Regions from separate parts of the Mus musculus genome. Here region 2 is linked to region 1. Evidence: chromatin contacts called from public Micro-C data. All regions are on one chromosome and are shown on one strand. Each heading gives the region's core, a stretch centred on a gene start, on an enhancer-like site or on the middle of the called end of the contact. The rest is flanking DNA. Distances are from core to core; before and after follow the strand shown.

Region 1 (4,833 bases), core at 1,661-4,160:
CAAGTGTTCCTCAAAAGACTTCACCTAGAAAGCCTTTCCTCAGCATCGATGAGGGCTTCCCCTTTGCCTTAGGGAAAGCCACCCTCCTCTAGTCTTCCCATGCCTTTATAACCTAGCCCCTCTCAGGGACCCAGTACACTTAGGGCAGACTGGATGAGCTGGGTACTCAGTGAGGGTTTGTGACCCTCCCGGGCCCTCAACTGGGGGCTATAAACAGCCAACCAGCCCAACTAAAATGATCTCACAAGCACTCACAGGCGAATGCTCCAAGATGGCTGTAGCTTGCCTCAGAGAATGGTCAGTCACTCACAATACCCTAGAGGTAAAAGACATTTGCCTAGAGAGATAGGAGTCCCCCAAATAGGTAGAGTGGTACTCTTCCTTCCTTGGCAGGGCAGAGAGGTCAGCGTGTAAGCCAGTGAAAGACCACACAGCTATGAGTGACTTGGCGAGGAGGGTCTCAGGAGGTTGAGCAGCTCAGTTGTGGATCAGGGCTGAGGGAAGTCTTCTGAGGAGAGTGGAGCAAGGGAATCTCTGCACCCACTCTCATCCTGAGAACCCGACATTAGTCTTCCTTAATAGCTTGGGCAATAACAGCAATAATACAGGGAGGAATCCTTTCTAATTTCAACAAGTGGCCAAACAGAAACAAAAAGCATTAACTTTTTCCCCTCAAGGAACCAATAACAAATGGGCTGTCCCACATGGCTTGGCTTAACTATTTTCTGTGTTCCTCAGGAAATTCTACATCAAAATTTGAATTTACAGTTTGTTCATTTAAAATAGTCATTTTATAATTGGGCAAAGACTGCCTTCTTCCTTCATTATTTCATCTCATCTAATAAAAATTTGAACATTAACTTAATTTAAAAAATCAACCTAAGTACATAAATGTAATTTCCTTCTGGTTTTCTTTTCTTTTTTGACAGGGTCTCATCCTGCGGCTCCTGGCTGGATGGGAGGGCTCTTATGTAGCTACAGTTGGCCTCCAATTCCCAGGAGTTTTCATACTGGGCCTCGCAAGCACACACCCTCAGCCCTTGGGCCTTCTGTGTTCTAAACTGATTTTTCTCTTGATGAACAGGATGAAAATGCCCTCTATGCTATCTCACTGTCTGACTACTGAGGACCACTTTGGAAATATGGTCCAGCTCAGGTCACACAAACCTCCAGAGTGTGGGTTCTGTGGTGATATCCTAGCCTCTCAAGCTCTGTTCCCACACACAGCCACATATCTGTTCATGTAAATACTTTACAAAAAATGTTTCTCAAACACACAAAAATTTTAAAGTGATACCAGGTAGCCAAAGGTGACAGTGGCAAAATGTCATTGGCAATACTCCCTGAACCCATTTCAGATTTCCCTCATCTGGTCTCCCAAGCTGACCAACAGTCCAAGCTGCCTAGTCTGTCCGTACTATCTTTTCTTCTCTGTGACGGGGAATTCTGGGGCTGCTGTGTTTATTAAACAGAAAGCCCTCTGCCAGCCCAGTGTGGCTCATACCCTCCCAGGACCCTCCCAGGACTTGCAGAATCTCTGGGTCCCTCCAGAGATGATGTCAGGAAGGCCGAGGTGCTCTGCAGACCTGCCCCCTGGTTTCCCCAGGGCTTTGATTGGGTGTTTGTTTGTTTTGTGTTTCTGTTCTTTCCCTTACCCCTGGTATCTCTAGCTGTCTTCAGCACTCCTTTCCTGCACCATCACGTCCCAAACACCCACAAAAAGACAGTGCCTTGGCTTCTGTGTGAGGTTTGGGCTGACTGGGCAGGGAAGGTGGCAACAGCGGTGGTGCCCTGGCCCCCTGCAGCTGTCCTCCCAGGGCCCTGACAGAGGGAGCTCCTCACACTAACACCTGGGACTATCTGTGGCACTCGGAGATAACTCTGACCTTGAGTTGTAAAAAAATGGCTGCCCTCCCCCAAATAATAATTTTAGAAAAAGAAAAAAAAAAAACCTTTCTCAGTCAAAACAACCAACAGTTCTCTTGATTCCTTCCTTTCCTTCTCCCACAGAGCAATAGTTGCAATGGTCTAGAACCTTCCTTCAACCATATCTAGGACAGAGTCAACTGTCACATCCATTGAGCCCCTTTCTCTTCTGGAATCCTCCCCACAGCGGACAGGGTGCATGCAGTGTGAGTCCTTCCCGCAGCTAATGGGGTCGGTGCAGAGTGTCATATCCACACCGCTCAAGCTTCACCTCTCCTTCCTTCCTTCCCTGCTGTGCCTGTCTGCTTGTCCCTTCAGGTCTTCTGTTCCAGTGTGCTTCCTCAGAGAAGCCTTCTCCAACCACTCTATATAAAGACTCTCCCTTCAACCCTAGCAGTCACTATTCCTCCCAGTTTCTGTCTGCAACATGTATCACAAGCAATCAAATTATTTTTTAGATCATCACTAATCTCTTTGCTCACAGAAATGTAAACCGGTACTGGTGACCATCCAAGGAGAAAAAAAGCACATTGGGAAATTCCAGGAAGCTGGCAGATCCCATCCATACTGTTTCCGGTTGGATTCAAATTCCCCTCCCCCTTCCAAGCCAAAACAACTTATTCCTCATTTCTACATAAATCATCCCCCTTCCTCTTATGTCCAAGACTGAACAGTGTTTGTCTCTTCCATTCACTGGGCCCTTGATGCTTTTTCTTTAAATTAAAACAGGCTCTGGAAGGGGGGGTTGGCAATTAGTGAGCAAATGCTGATGTCTGCAGGAAGTGCCTCAGCCACTGAGTACAAGCTCCTGGCCGGGCCAGGCAGGTTCCACATGCCATTTGTGATCCACTCTAGCCGCTGGGTTTAAACTTTCTGACTGGGTGTGGCATGAGCCTGGCAAGCCACAGGCGCCAAGTGGCTAATTACATTTCCACTGCTAGTTGCGTGCAGGGCTGTGTCATCGTCAGAGTGAGCTAACACAGGTCATCTGATTTCCCTCCAATTTCCCTTTCAGTTCTCCAAGGTCAGTGTGGGACCTCCCTGGGAAGGACTCTATTATCCCCATTGTTGCACAATTACAGGGAGGTCTGGAGATTTTGTGAAAGATGCTCTCTCTTTACACTTCTGTCATAGCCAAGTTTATAAACTGGCCTTTCTTTGGTCTTCATTTCCCCTAATTGCCCAAAATAAATATGGCAGTTCAAGAGGGGCTTTCCAAGTGATTCTTCCAGCCCACCTCCTTCAGCAGAACTCTCAAGGTCAAGACCGTTTTTTGACTCTCTTCTAGACAGAACTCCATTGGGTTCCTAGGGGTTTCCGAAACACATAAAATGCCCATGTCAGAGAACAGCTGCCTTCCTGAGAGGTTTAATCAGCTAACAATGAAACTGGTTTCAGATTGACTTCTGTGCCCCATAAAGCCGGGTCTCAAGCCACTCTGCAGACATGCAGGAAGAACATGGGAGCTCTACATCAGGAGGACTGGGGTCCCTCATACAGGAAGGATTCATCTAAATTATGAGAATACGGGTTTTTGTTCATTGCACCAACATTCCCTGGTGGCATGTTTTAGCTCCCACGTGGCCCTCTCAGCTCACCGGCAGATGTCCACTAGCTGGTCCAGCTCAGGGCAGCTGCACTCATACATGTCCCGGCAGCTTCTGTGGCTCTGGTTCATTAGCTCCCCCAGCAGCTGGACTGCGTTGTCTGGCGCATCTTCACATACCTGCTTAAACTGCAGCACGCGTGCAGCCTCACTGTACACGTGCTTGGCCCGCTGGTAGAGCTTAAAGGTGAGTTCTGCAGGAGACACATGGGGAAAAAGACAAGAAAGGGTTACAAGACTATCCAGTGACAAGAAAGACTCGTGTGTGTGTGTGTGTGTGTGTGTGTGTGTGTGTGTGTGTGTGTGTGTGATGTAGCCCAGGCTAGCTGATTCAAGATTCTCCTACCTCAGCGGCGCCCCAGTGCTGGGACTACAGGTCTGAGCCACCACACCTAACTAACCATTTAACAGACAATTTTAGTGGCTTCTATTTCTGTCTTCACTGTCAGTACCTGGGGTTTTCAGAAGGTCTCTATTTTCACTGAGTGTGTAATTGATTAAATCCAAACGTAAATCAAAGTCACTTCTTCCTGAATACTGATCTAAGATCTTCCTCTTTTACTCAACACACCCAAACAATGGCGCACACGCCGAACTTTACCATGGCAAGGAAGAGGTGGCAGTATGGAGCATATCCTCCATGCCATCTGCCTTAAAGGCACAACCTCTAGCATTTGTAGCAGCTTAGAGAGATGAGCAGACTCATTAGCAGATCTCCTGAAGATGCACATTCAGTAATGATGTCTAGAGAAAGGTATCCCAGTATACAAGCAGACTTGCTGGGGAAGAGGGTATCATCAGGAGGAGATGAGAGACAGAACTTAAAGTGAGATTATGAATATTCATTATAAACATGTGTGGGACTGTCAAATAGTTCTAGAGAAATTGATAAGCACAACTACTTACATGTGTATGTAACTGTATTTACATTTAATATAACTATATGCTACAGTATTTTTTACTATAGCCAAAATATAAACACTCCAAATAGCTAATAACAGAGAACCTTCTGAAAAAAAAATGCTACATTCATTTAAAAAAAAACATTATGGCTATTAAAACTCAAATACTTGGACAATTTGCTACACAGGAAATTGTTCAACATTGAGAGAAATGTCAACACAATAGCCTGTGTATAACTGGCACTAACCGTGGTCCACACATGCATATGTATGCGCATGGCAGCCTACAGAAAGCACTACATGTCAACAGTGCTTATCTCTGAAACCCATCACAGATGCATTTATTATCCTCTCGGAACAGCTCTGATTCTGCAATGCCCTCGATGACTGTCAACTACA
Region 2 (4,833 bases), core at 855-3,354, 180 kb before region 1:
AAATCAGTTGGGTATTGTGAATACACACACACACACACACACACTTTTCTTTTTTCCCTGGATTTCTGACTTAAAACTCCTTTCTGAGGAGGGGTAATAGAAAGTTCAACTTAAATTGTCCCAGTATAACAGTAGATGAATACCGGATTCTGCCTTATTTCCTCCCTTGGAGGGAGGAAAGCCAAAGAACCTGACAGGCCCTGAGGATTTCCTTTCACTCGGTTAGCAAGTAAGCCTATAAAACCCTCTCTAAAACCCCATCAGGACTTCCGGTAGCTTCTGGACAGTTGATGATGCAAGGGCATCCGCTCACTGTAAGGAAGCCCACCTCGGCTGCACAGGGAGGAAGCACCTGTGCTCTAGTCCCTTACCTACTCCACCTGCCTGTATGTTTAAATCTGTTAAAATCGCCTTTATAATAACCATCAAATGCAAGCATAGTGTCCCCTGAGATCTGTGGGCCACACAAGCAAATCAAATGCATTTGAAGAGGGGATGAAGGACTCTCAGCTTGTAGCTAGTTGGAAGGGAATTCTGATGGTTCAGTGTGTGACTTGGAAGAGGCTGGGACAATTTTGTGACTGAATTGTCAGCCTGTGGATTCTGACATTGTCTCCAGTAGTATATAATAACAATCAATGACAACAAGGACATAGATGCATGTAAGTATACCTATACTTAACATCAAATACGTGCAGGGCGATGCAGCTGGAGTTGGGTGGGGGAGAGTTGTAAAGAATTAGAAAACAAGGGCGGTTCCTAGGGCAAATAACTAGCATCCTGATGGTCTACTCTGCAAATTGGGCTGAAAAACTTTTTTTTCCACTCAATTTCTCTAAAAATAATGATACTTATGCAGTTTCATCCTGTCTGCTTTGCACATAACATCTATTTTTAGGCTCAAAGTCAGATTCTAACTCAGTTATAAACTCACACAAAGACAATCTTTTACACTTCTGACTACTTATCCCTGGGTCCACATATTTGATATGGACAAACATATTCATTTGGAGGCACTTTTCAATGAGGCAAAAGTACAACTCTTTCCGATTTACCTATTCTTGATTTTTTTTAGATAGATTCAAATACTTATCAACTAAATTGAAACCACTCTGTAGAAGGCATCCAGGACTTATCTTTCTACTCAACTTTGGGGCACTACACAGATCGGCGGAACAAGGCTACTTTTTCCAACACACTAAGCTGATTTGCCTCCCAAGGGAATATTCTTTAAATTTCTCCTATTTTGAATTGTGGACAAATTCAGGACCAGATAAGACTGTTTTCAATATTTGCTTGTGAAGTACTAAGAACTGATCGTATAATTTGATGAGGTACAATATCCCTCTCGCCCCCCCCCCCCTTTTTTTTAAACATCCAAGATACCACCGCCATTTTTTAAACACAGAACTTGACTCCCTTCCCACAGAACACATTATATGACAGGCGAAATGTCTTGGAAATTTTTGCATTTGGAGTTCAATCATAAACAGCCCTGAAATGCTGCAATCTTGGGCTCTTCATCCTTACCCAACCTCGTGGAACTAGCAACGCAAAGTGTTACTATACTTGTCTCACATTCCCAAGAAATAGACACACAAGAAACGCGTCTGCTTATCGGCTGACGGTAACAGCACACATCTGGTTTCCTTTTCCCGCGACCATGCCGAAACCACGCCAAAGCCTGAATTACAGATCGGTGCTCACAGGGAGCTGGCCTTGCCAGGAGTGAGCAACGCCGACTCGGGAAGCCTAATAAGGCTTCATTTAGGCCCCAGACCACTCAAGTCTTGCCCCCACGGGCACGCCACACGCAGCACTAGCCCGCAGTGAGACCTCCGCTGGGCCTGGCCGGCGTCCGGCCCGAGCCACCCGACCCGAGGGGATGCCGACCTGCACCACGCTCAACTCTCGGTCCGTACCGCCTCCGCTCCACGCGCTCCCCCCCGGAGCGCTTTCCGCAGAACACCGGAGGGCGGGGCCTGGCGGTTGCCAGGGCCACGGGGAAGCTGACCACGGCGCATGCTCAGAGGGAGAATCCCGTGGGCGAGCAGGAGGAACTGGTTCGGAAGTCCCGCCTTCGCTTCCCGGGTGACCTGTTCCAAAGGAACCGTCAGCTTCCTGCTGTGCCGCCCGTTGTGGGCCCCCAGCGCAACTGGGGACGTGTTCCGGAACAGCCTTTTCGAAAGTAGTTTCTGTGAGTTAGTGAGGAGCTAGTAACACCGCTTTACCTCCCCAAATACTATATTTACGAGATCTCAGACTTGTAGCTTTAGGTGGTTGGTAGTTCAAGCTTGATAGACTTCTTAGGAAAACCGTTTATGCATTTTGTGCTTTGCTTACAACACGCAGAGTTGACACCTACTGTATTTTTCTTTTATTTTTTTTTAAAGTCTAATATATGTGGATAAGTGATTAAATTATTTTTCTATGCTCCACCTCAAAGAAACCTAAACAATAGTTGTTAAATTAGAAACAAAACTGTCATATATCAAGCAATTTGTTTAATGAGTGGAGAATTATGAAATTAACCAATGGGAGAAAAAGAACAGCCTTGTGTGTAATCACGAATGACAAGCCAGGACACTGATATTTACCACACCAGAATTTATATAAAAGTTTTAACAGAAAAATAGACAATGGTTAACATGAATTCCCAGGATCACACCTGTAAGTAGGAGAAAGGCCCATTTCCAGCCTGGTCATGAGTGGTAGCTTCTACTTGAATAGGAGAGACAGAGACAGACAGACAGAGAGACACAGAGAGGAAGAAGAAGAAGAAGGAGGAGGAGGAGGAGGAGGAGGAGGAGGAGAGAGAGAGAGAGAAGAGGAGAGGAAGAGAAGAGAAGGGAAGGGAAGGGGAAGGAAGAAGGGGAAGGGAAGGGAAGAGAGAGGAGGAGAGGGGAGGGGAGAGGAGAGGAGAGGGGAGGGGAGGGGAGGGGAGAGGAGAGGAGGAGAGGAGAATCCCTTCTGTCACTCTTAGCAGACTGAATAGGTCCCTTAATGTTTTGGAGACCTCAACTCGAGCCAAACTGGTATTCCTGATTTGGATACAGAAAAGGAATTTCAGAACTAGTGAGAGTGAGGTAGAAATTAGACCATGGATATTTGAATTTAGACTTTAAGCAAAAATGTTTTAATAAAGAGAGGCATGCAGAACAAAAGTCATTCTAAATGTCAGCCAGTCCACTATACCTTCACTTATCAAAACAGAAAAAGAAGTTACTAACCTTTTGAGACGCAATGTGAGAGCCACCAGAATGGTATTCATATATGTTGAATGCTAAAACAGTTGAGAGTCTACTTTGAGACCCACATTGACATGTCTACCTGCCTTAGGAATTAAGCTTTAGTTATTTGTGCACAACATCACAGTTAGGCATCAAACAGTGAGGGCCTGAACATCAGAAAATGGGATATTTGACTTTTAATTGTTAGCCCTTTCAATTTTTGGCTTTGTTATTGTCATCTTTACACCTTGCCCTGGAAGTGCTTACATGTTAAGTATGGGTAGTACAGGAAACATTATGACAAATTTTAGGAACCTCAAAAGAGGCTGGGGGAGTCCATGAAGCCAAATCCTGATGAGTGGTTGGAGTCTAGGGAAGAATTTCCAACTGGACAGGGTGTTGCATAGGATATGTCGTTTCACATCTTGACTTATTTATAAACAACAATAAAAACTTAAGTCAAAACTATACTTTAGAGCCAGCAGTGATAACTCATATCTGTATTGGGGAACCAGGAGAATCAAGAGATTGAGACTATCCTAGCACACATAGTAAGTTTCAGGCCAGTCTAGACTGGGGAAGACACTGTCTAAAACAAAATCCCATATTTTTTAAATAATGAAATTATTCATGGCAGAAAGTCATTAGGCTTAGTACATTATACTTAGTAAAGTACTATCCAATAGAACTTTCAGCTGCATGTATGTACATATATACATATGTGCATATATGCATAGATATGGCAAGCATTCCTATGTTCCAATGTTCTAGGTTGCTATGTCTGTGTAACTAATTACTCCAAAGTACAGTAGTTTGAAACAACCATGTGGTCTAGTGCATAATGGATTGTTTTGTTTTCTCTTGTAAGTCAAATGGAAAGACTGAGCATACTATCAGGGTGCCTATTAATACATTCACGACTTGAATTACTTTGAGAATTTCACACAGTGCATTTTGATCATATTCGCCTTCTTTCCTAACTCCTCCCAGATACACCCTCTCCATCCTCAACTTTAAGTTTTCATTATCATAAAAACAAACAAACAAACAAACAAACAAACAGCAACAAAACCTTATCCAGTCCAATTTGTGTTGCACAACTACTCTTGGGAGTAAGGGCTGTCCTGGAGTATGGTAATGCCTGGAGTAATGCCTCATCTTCCTCACAGTGCGGCAGGAGAGTAGCAGACTCATCAGCTTAGGCTGGGAGTCTGAGAGTCTCTGTTGCTGTGATAAAACCATGACTTAAAAGCAACTTGGGGAGGAAAAGAATTTATTTGGCTTACATTCCAGGCCATAGTCCATTGATGGAAACCAAAGCAGGAACTTAAAGCAGGAGCTAAGACAGAAGTCACGAAGGGGTACTGCTTCCTAGCTTACTCCCCATTGCTTACTTAACCTGCTTTCTTATACAGCCAAAGACTGCCTTATCAGAGGTGGCAGTGCCACTTGTGCCCACCCAAATCAATCACCAGTCAATAAACTGCACTACAGACTTGCCTACAGACAATCTTATTGAGGCATTTTCTCAGTTGATGTTCCTCCTCCAAGATTACTCTAATTGTGTCAAGCTGACAAAACCAAACCAACCAAAAACAAAACA

What was found. Hi-C and Micro-C count contacts between places; a contact is called where the count stands out from the background.
Region 2: a Micro-C map of muscle stem cells shows a contact between it and region 1, with 5 times the contacts expected there. The contact joins the promoter of Fam227b here to the enhancer-like site in region 1. A contact is called at or near these places in 1 of 484 Hi-C or Micro-C datasets (muscle stem cells), 3 of 115 datasets of contacts at active chromatin or transcription factors (bone marrow-derived macrophages, embryonic midbrain and embryonic stem cells) and 2 of 9 other capture datasets (adipose tissue and liver).

The regions. Positions count from the first base shown.
Region 1 is chr2:125,974,153-125,978,985 of GRCm38.p6, reverse strand. It overlaps Galk2 (galactokinase 2), which reads right to left. Exons shown (of 10, transcript NM_001291002.1): 9 at 3,525-3,726. Among named protein-coding and RNA genes, the nearest start is that of Fgf7, 58 kb to the left of the region's middle. Within about 2 kb of position 2,910, at least 25 of the 459 cell types and tissues checked have an H3K27ac peak or open chromatin away from gene starts, as enhancers often do. A contact at or near this core is called in muscle stem cells, where this site is marked.
Region 2 is chr2:126,149,275-126,154,107 of GRCm38.p6, reverse strand. It overlaps Fam227b (family with sequence similarity 227, member B), which reads left to right and starts at 2,104. Exons shown (of 17, transcript NM_029455.3): 1 at 2,104-2,197. It overlaps Dtwd1 (DTW domain containing 1), which reads right to left and starts at 1,967. Exons shown (of 5, transcript NM_026981.2): 1 at 1,894-1,967.